Linked DNA regions of Athene noctua: region 2 is linked to region 1. The links are chromatin contacts, called in public Hi-C maps. All regions are on one chromosome and are shown on one strand. The core of a region is the stretch at or near the end of the contact, and the rest is flanking DNA. Distances in the headings are between cores, read along the strand shown.

What was found. Hi-C and Micro-C count contacts between places; a contact is called where the count stands out from the background.
Region 2: a contact with region 1 is called in a Hi-C map of liver, with 2.4 times the contacts expected there. The contact joins the promoter of ABHD10 here to the promoter of PLCXD2 in region 1. A contact is called at or near these places in 2 of 2 Hi-C or Micro-C datasets (heart and liver).

What each region holds. Positions count from the first base shown.
Region 1 is chr1:144,000,910-144,005,206 of bAthNoc1.hap1.1, forward strand. PLCXD2 (phosphatidylinositol specific phospholipase C X domain containing 2) reads left to right here and starts at 2,181. Exons shown (of 4, transcript XM_074898925.1): 1 at 2,181-2,441. The coding sequence starts at 2,300.
Region 2 is chr1:144,150,082-144,154,268 of bAthNoc1.hap1.1, forward strand. ABHD10 (abhydrolase domain containing 10, depalmitoylase) reads left to right here and starts at 2,845. Exons shown (of 5, transcript XM_074928426.1): 1 at 2,845-2,976. The coding sequence starts at 2,862. It overlaps PHLDB2 (pleckstrin homology like domain family B member 2), which reads left to right. Exons shown (of 17, transcript XM_074898987.1): 17 at 1-170.

The sequences.
Region 1 (4,297 bases), core at 931-3,430:
AAGGGAGTTTCTAGCAAGGCCAAACACTTGGGTTCTCAGCCTTGAACAAGGCTAAACAAGGGAAGTAGGATACACATTCTCACAACATTTCATCCTCACTACTGGTTATATTCTGTCTAAGCTACATCCTTCATGCTAGTGAGCATACGTATTTTGTTAATGATCAGATACTAATTAATAAATGCTAATGGTAATACAGATTTTACTAATTAGCAGATACTAATAATGGATAACGTTTGGTTGTGAGGTTCATCTAGAGGTCAACTTTGTTTCCAGTGCCTATTATTCAGGCCCTAGCACTACACAAGGTCACTAAGAGTACCGTGTTGGCGCTCAGCCCTAATAGTTTTGGCTCTAGACTACAGCTTCAGTGTTTACAGTTACACCAGCCACAGTGAAATACTGCCCCAAAGACACAGAGATGTCCTCGAGAATGTACCAGCCTTGGTGAAATGGCTACCCGTATGCTACACTAAACCAGCCTTGGTTGCCAACCATATCTAAGGATTTCACATGCTGGGCATTCCCCAGCTGTGATGGTGGGAACGAGAGAGAGAGTGAAGCAACGTGAAATAGTGATTTAAAGAAGATAAATTTGCAGGAATATACACTACTTAGTGTAACTAAGAGAAAATGCTGGAGTTCCCAAAGAATAACCCTTCTTTTGCTTCAAGATAGAAATTTTATTGCAGGAGAAAATGTTTATGATCCCATGCCCGTGGGTTTGCATAGTGTGGCCTGCTCTCTCCTACATCAGAAGCAAGCATACTAGATGGTCTTAATGGGGAGGAGGAGCAGGGCTGCAGGGCAGCTGAATGCCTATCAAACCTAAATTTGTCCTGGAGAGCTAGGAGCCCAGGGTCACGAATGCTTTGTGAAAACCTCTTATTGAAATTGCACTATTTTTAAGATTGTTCAATATCACAGCTCTAAAAGCAAAACGTGTTTGTTCCCTTCCTTGAAAAGGAAAATGCAAGTTTATGGAAGGAGAAAGGTTCTGGTTGTATTTGGTGAAAATACGTATTTAACATATATGTATTTACAGATACATTTTTATACTTATAGTTCAGTTAGTAGTTTTACTGTGTATTAATTAAAACATTCTATGACTAATGTGCAAACTTTAATAGGTCAAATGATAAATACTTTTTATTTAAATAGTATTTATTTTTGAATTCTCTTTAACACGTTTCCTTACAGGCAAAACAGGCGACTCATGAAATGTACACACTTACTATTTAATGTTCAGCCTTTAGTCATTTGACAGTGAAAAGTTATCTTTCAGAGCAGCGTTATCTTTTTCCACTGCCATACGATGAAGTAGACTTCTGTGTTGTATACCTAGACGTCTCTATATCCTGTGTGAAGAGTAGGGAAAGAGTATGTTTGCACATAATATTTGTAAGCAGCGGTTAAGAAGAGAACCTGCTCACACGAAGCATTATCCTTCAAAGATATGTAATAACACCACGGAGAAAAAAAAGAGGATCCGTTTCATATACTGCAGCAAATCCAGAAATTGTTTCGGACGAAACGCTTTACGTGGCAGCTAGATGAGCGTGAGGCGGGGTGCACGCGTGTGTGGGGCTGTCGGGGAAAGGGAGCTGCTGAAGAGCAGGTGGCGCGGAGGAGACGGGATCCTTCGGTCTTCCGCGGTGGCGCCGGCTGGCCGGGCGCAGCGCGGACACTGCTCCAGCCCATCCACGCACTGACCACTCGACATGTTAGGGCCGCGGCGTCGGCCCTCTACGCTGGGGTAGCTGCTCTGGTGCTGTCGAGCGGCTCCAGAACCCAGGCCCACCGCGGTCTCCAGGCGCGGCCATGGGGAAGCGGCCAGTGCCGCCAGCCGCGGCGGAGGGGGCCGTAGGAGGCCAGAGGACGCGCAGGCCCTCGGCTGACGCTTCTCCAGCGCCAGGCCGCGCCCCCCTCCCCTGAGCCGACACACGCGGTAGCGGTTCCACGGGTCAGGGAGTGCGCAGAGCGAAACCCAGCCACGGCGACGGCTCCTCCCGCCGCTGCGGCACGGCGGGCACCCCTTCCCGCCACAGCCCCCCCGCGCGGGCCGAGCCGCCGGGGCGGGGCGAGGGGCGGGGTGACCGGCGAACAGCCAATGGCTGGCCGCCGTTCCGCTGTGACGGCACCGCGCCCGGCAGGGCCGCACCTGTTACATAAGGGGGGGCCGGGCGGCCGCTGCCGGCCCTGACCCAGCCGGTCCCGCTCCCCGTCCCCGGTCCGGCCCAGGCCCCAACCCCGACCCAGCCGGGCCCGGCCCGGCCCGGCTCGGCTCCCTAGACCGGGGATGAGGCCGCCGGCCGGGAGGGAGGGCGGCCGGCGGCGGCGGCGTTGGGCCGCGGGAGCCATGGCGGAGAGCAACGCGGACTGGATGGGCTCGCTGCCGGCGGCGCTGCGCTCCTACCCGCTCTCCAACCTGGCCATCCCGGGTAGGGCAGCGCGGCGGGCCGGGCCGGGGAGGCGTCGCTTGGGCACCGGGGCCTGCCCCGCCGGTGGGGCCTGTGCTGGCGGCGGGCTCGGCCGACGGGTGGTGTTGGCCCGGGCGTGGGAGCCGGGGAGCGGGTGTGCTCGGACTGTAGCAGACGCGTCCGACTTGGGGCGTCCGAGCCTGTTTTGGGGTGTGAGCAGGGGCCAGCGTGAGCCCCGCCCGGTGCAGGAGAGGAGGGAGGGCTTAATCTGCTGTAAATACAGCTGGGAGTCTCTGACCCGCTCACCTGCTCATTTTCGCTGGCTGTGAAAAAGGTAGCAGTGACCTCTGGAGGTCTGAAACCTCTTCAGGGTTTCTCGGGTTGTTTAGGCAAGGCTGAAAGCAGGTAGGGAGAAAGGTTTGTTGACGTTGATCTTAACAACTGGAGGTTCATCACAGGAAATGTCTGTTATAGCAGAACCTGTCTGTGGCTTGTCAGAGGGTAAAAGAGTACAGCACAGTTATGAAATATTCCAGTGCGTGATGTTACACTGAAGGCACTAAAACGCTGGAGTTGCTTATAAAATTTTTCCCCTTTGCAGCTAAACTTAAAACAACTAACTCCTAGCTCCTGTGCAGTGCTTGTAGTTTAAGAAACCGGCAAGGGTCAGCCCATCACTTCTGGTTTACAGATAAACTGACAGATGAGGAAGACAACAGATGACCCTAAACTTACTCAGGAATAGGCTGACTTTCTTAGGTAAATGGAAAAAAAAAATAATCTGGTATTGCTTGTAGATGTCAATAGGGAAGATTTCAGGGGTGGCTGTTGTAGCAGCTCATTCTGATACTGGATGTTAGACTCTGGTTCCTAATGGTACAAGCTTGATTTTTCATCAAACCTTCTGGATATGTGTTATATAGCGAGTATGCACAGACACTTCCCTGGAAACGGAGTAACTTCCTTTTTTTGTGCCAGCAGAGACAACTAAAGGACATTTGAAACATGTTGAGAAGGGGCTACACACCTCCTGTGGGGTACCACAGTACTCACTACTCTATTACCTGAAGTAAACCAGTCAAAATGCCAAGTTTTAATCAAAAGTAGCGTCCTTTCCTACCCTGACAGTAGCAAAAGCATTTTATGTAACCCTGTTCATTTGAACATGGAAGGGGAACAGAAAGGAGGGTTGGCGTTCGTATAAAATTCAAGTGGCTGCAGATTTTTGAAACATCTGGCAAAGAAATCCTTCTCTATTTTAGTGAACAGCAATAAATCAATTTGCTTGCTGTAGCAGCTTATGTGCTGTGAGACTTTGTGGAATGTTGTGATACAGATTGTGTCAGGACCATTGCCACTGTCCATCACTTGCAAACATCATGCAACCAGTACTGCAGGAGAGAAATCAGAGAAATGAGTTGTAGTTTCAGTAATGTTGTGCTGCCTTTAAAATGAGTAGTGGTTTTTTGAAAATGCTTGCAGTGTACGTTTATTTGTGATCAAAGTTGGTGTATTTTCCTATGCTTTTCCTGCATGTACTTCATGCAACTTGGAAGCAAGGAAAAGACATTTTGAGTAGATGTTTTGGGGATTTAAGTTTTTTAACATTTTAGTCCAATGATTTTTTTTTGTCATCTTCCTCTCCCTCTTCTCAGTCACCCTTCATATGTAGGAGCAGAGATGTTAACTGTTGGAGTTGAAACGTTAAAACATGTTTTAACTTTAAATAAAGTCAGCATTCAAAGCCATGAAACTGTTTAGTTTTGGGCTTTTTTGGCTTGGTCAGTTTGGAGAAATGCAGCATTTGAAGAATGAAAGATTCTTTTTTTAAAAAAAGTACAAAATGTTGGCATAATGGGGCTATTTGAAGTGAAATA
Region 2 (4,187 bases), core at 1,595-4,094, 150 kb after region 1:
GCTTGTAATCTAATGATTTAAAACACTATCAGAAATAAATTGCTTTGGTTTATATAATTATTATTTTTCCCTGATGTTGTATCTTGATTTTACTCCTAAGTATGGTTATAAAGGTTTTCTAATAATGATTTTTGTATCCTGCATGATGCGATGAAGGCATTTCAATAAACATTTTTAAAAATACACTTGTTTTAAATATTCATTTGCTGCTTTATCTTGAGACATTTCTAGTTACCTTTTAAATAGTCATATCCAGTTGTGCAAGCAATTTTTTATTTCTTAGTAATACTTGATCTAACCATTCCATATGCTTGACCATAAAAGAGCTATGGAAAATAATCTTTCAAATGGCAGTAAAATTAGGAATGTAGTCTATTTATTGCATGTACATAATAACTTTCTCATTTTATATTTGACTTAGGCATGACTTTAATTGCAGGAAGCATTAGCTCATTGTATAAGCCATGTGGTTTTATGATTTTTTTTTTTTTACTAAGTTTGCTATCATCACCACAGAGTGTGGTGCGTTTTGTAGTGGTGGACATCAAGACAAGGCAAGCAAAGCATGGTGGTAGGCACTATCTTTTATGATCAGCCTGCAAGCCCTCCACAATTAACCCTGTGGGAGTCAAGTACCCACCTACCCTGAAGGATCTTGGGCACTTGCTAACCCACATAGGCTGTGTCTCAAAAACCTCAGCTGCTGTGTCCCTTGACCGACAGCTGCTGACAGGATGGTCTAGCACTTGCCTGGGAAAACAGCCTTACCTTTGCAGGCACTGACTTTCCCTAGCCTTGTTTTCTTCCTTTCTGGATGACTGCCGTAGCCTGGGTGTAAAAGGTACGGGCGCTTAAAGACCTTGTTTTGGCTGCTATGCCCATAAAAATGAGGCTGAGATGGGTAAGGAGGTATGGGTTGGTTCAGATGCCTTGCAGGCCAGGAAAAGGCTGAGCCCTGATGCCAATGAAGATGTTACCTGAAATACTCTCCCAAGATTAGTTCAGAGAGGCAGTACGGCTTTATTCTGTGCAGGGTGCTAGGTGGAAAGCATCCACAATTCAAAACTCTGCACAAAATAACTTTAGAGTATTTATACGCTTCAAACTACATGATTACTTATCTACTATAATGATTATTGGTTAATTATTTATTGTCTCTAATAAATAGTTTTTCTGATTAGGGATACCAATTAAACTCAGACACCAGAGTGAAAAGAGCAGGTGTATTTTACTAGAAGTAACTAAATAATATAACAATAATACAGTGTTTAAGTGCACTTAAACAAATAGGAAAATACAGGGTAATGCATCAAATCATTACTACTTGAGATAGGGACTAGTGATTAAGAAAGATCCATCACCACTTGCATATGTTTCCATCATCCAGATCGGCAGACACCAGGGAGCCCCAGTTCCAGCAAGGATTTGAAGAGCCTGTCCCGGCAAGTGCAAAGTCCCATGTGATGCATCCATCTGTAGGTGAGGCATCCAAAGTCACCGCAAGAGGGTCCAGCCTAATATACTCAAACCAGAATAGCTGGCACCTTTGTTTTAAGTGAAAATATCTGGTTTCAATCTCACATTAGATTCCCTCAGAGGCTGGCCAAGGCTCAAGGGGGAAGCTAAGGGAGTTCCTCTGCTTCTCTAATTGGATTATGTGCAAAGTCTCAGATTAGGCCTCAGTGACAGACAACTGTCTCCATGACTCTGTTATCCACACAAAAAGGACGGAAAAGATAAATTTAAGATAGCTACATCTTCCATACATATTTCACTAATGATCACATACTGAGTTAGCAGCTTTGTCTCATGGCCTGTTGCTCAGGCTTCAATACCTCCACATTTACATCAGAATAGGTGGTTTGTAATAACTTAGTAAAATACCTGTTAGCACTATGGTTATCAGTTATAAAATATACAGGATTCATCTGTAGGTCAACTCTGGCTTGGGCCTGTTGTCCAAGCCTTAGCCCTTCAATCCATCATTGGTTAGTAACACTCTTCCTCCAATTTAAGGTTACGGTGGGTTTTTAATTTTCTGTGCAGCCTCAAAGGGTGAGGGTGAAGCACTCTAATCTCTTAATTAAGCTGATGTACATTAAACAATTTTAACAAGCTTCCATGTTCCAGGATGTTTCTTTTTTTTTCAAGAACGGTAGCTCCTGATTAGAAGTTTCTTACGAATTATTGTTAGTGGTTTGAAGAACAGGCTGACCTAGCTGATGCGTCCAACCCGCCCTTGGATTTGCTGAGAAACATCTGTATGGACAGTAATATTTAGTATGTGTCCTTGGGTGCGGTGAGAAACATTTGTGTGGCCTACAATGTGCGATGATAAACAGTTGTGCAGCCTATAGTTTCCCATTGTTTCTCATGGATAGCAAGCACACAGAATGTAAGCAACTCTGAACAAGGCCTCTTGTTCCGGATAACAGAGGTGATCAGGGGAGGGGCGGCAGGTTTTTAAGTGTCCCTTCTGTCTGGCTGTAAGGACCAGTCAACTATGTGCATTGCATTTGATATATGTACGTTATAAAATGTCTCTATGTATACAGGCAACTTCAAGGACGGAACTTTCCAGCCAGGGTCTTACGGCCTTGTCTTGTAGAGAGAGCCCCTCAAGGAGGGTCCTCCTTCCAGAACGCACCGAGGGGTGCTCGTTAAGTGTCTTTATGGGCAAAATTTTGTTTTCTCCTTCACAACTAACCCCTCAGACCCACACCCGCCCCACGCCCGGCAGCCGCTGGCACCCGCTAGTGCGCATGCGCGCCCCCGCCCCGCCCGCGCGGGCGGGAGGTCGTGCGGCGCATGCGCGCGGCCCCCGCCCCACCGTTGGCGCGCGTGCGGCGCGCGGCGGGGCCATGGCGGCGGCGGGCACCCTGCGGGGGCTGGTGCGGGGCGGCGGCGGCGGGCGCCATCGCGCCGCGGCCACGGGGGTGTTGCTGTCGCCGCTGATGGCGGCCCTGGGGCTCCCGGGTAAGGGATGGGCCCCGGGGCACTCCTGGTGGCACTCCGGCGCCGCTCCTCCCGCCGCCGGCTTGGGAGCCCGGGGAGAAGGGGGTGTCAGTCCGTCCGTCCGCCGGAGGGGAGACGATATAGTGTCCGTGGCGGGTGTAACGGCCGGCGGGTGTTTTCTGTCGGCAGAGCGCGGGGCGGGCAGCTGGAGGTGACACCCTCCCGCCGCTTCAGCGCTGCCCCCACCGGGAAGGGCTAGGGCGCCTACCCGGGGTGGGGGTGTTACCGCCGCTCCGCTCCGCTCCGGAGGACGCGGTTTGTGTCAGGCTTTTCCTCCCGTGCCGAGCCTGCGGGGGGACGAGTCTGTGTGGGTGCAGAGGGGGGGCCGGTACAGCCCCAACTTGAGCGTGTCTGCGGAGCAGCTGCTTATCCACGCGTGTTTACTTCAGTGTGAGCTCCTGTTGCTGTTTTCCGAGGAGCTGAGAAAAGGAGGAACGGGCCGCTTCGCTTCCCGGGGTGTGAAGCGTGCCTACGCGTGAGCCTCCACCGGCCGCTTGAAAAGCTTGGGCTGGGCATCCACTTTTGAGTGCTCAGCAGTGATCCTCTGCCCAAACACGTAGTGCCCCATCTTGCTGTTCCGGACTCGATGCTTGTCTGACTTGAATTTATTCATTGCCTTAAATTTGACAGATCTTGACTGGTCTTGTTGAGGTAATGAACCTCAACTGAGGTTGCTTGGTGTAGAAGAGAGTAAAGCTTACTTGCTAGTAAGGCTGCACGTTTTGTATCTGCGTAAGAACATGAATACAGTGGGGGGTTTTGTTGGTGGTTTTTCTGTCTTTCTGTGTGTTAAGAGTGATAGCCTGATCAGAATAGCTGGTTACTGAGTGTGCCGTTGGGTGCCCTGAGAGTGGGCTAAGCAACAGGTCCTACTGGTGGCCGCCTTCCTCCTGTAGCATAGGCGACTGCAGGAAACGAGGTGTGGACAATGTTGAGGCCGTTCTCTCCCACAGCTGCATTAATCCTCTGCTGCTGCTGTCAGTGGGTAGGTCACAGTGCTGGAGCATTTCCAAGGTTGTTGGGAGGATTTCTTTGGCTTTGACAGTGCTGGGCTCAGTCACAGTTTCTGTTGTTCATCACACAACTAAAATTGCACAGTGGTTCTGATATGCAGAGAGTTCCATAGCATCAGGGAGGGGGCCTGTGGTCTTCCTGGAGGTAGCTCCTGTGTC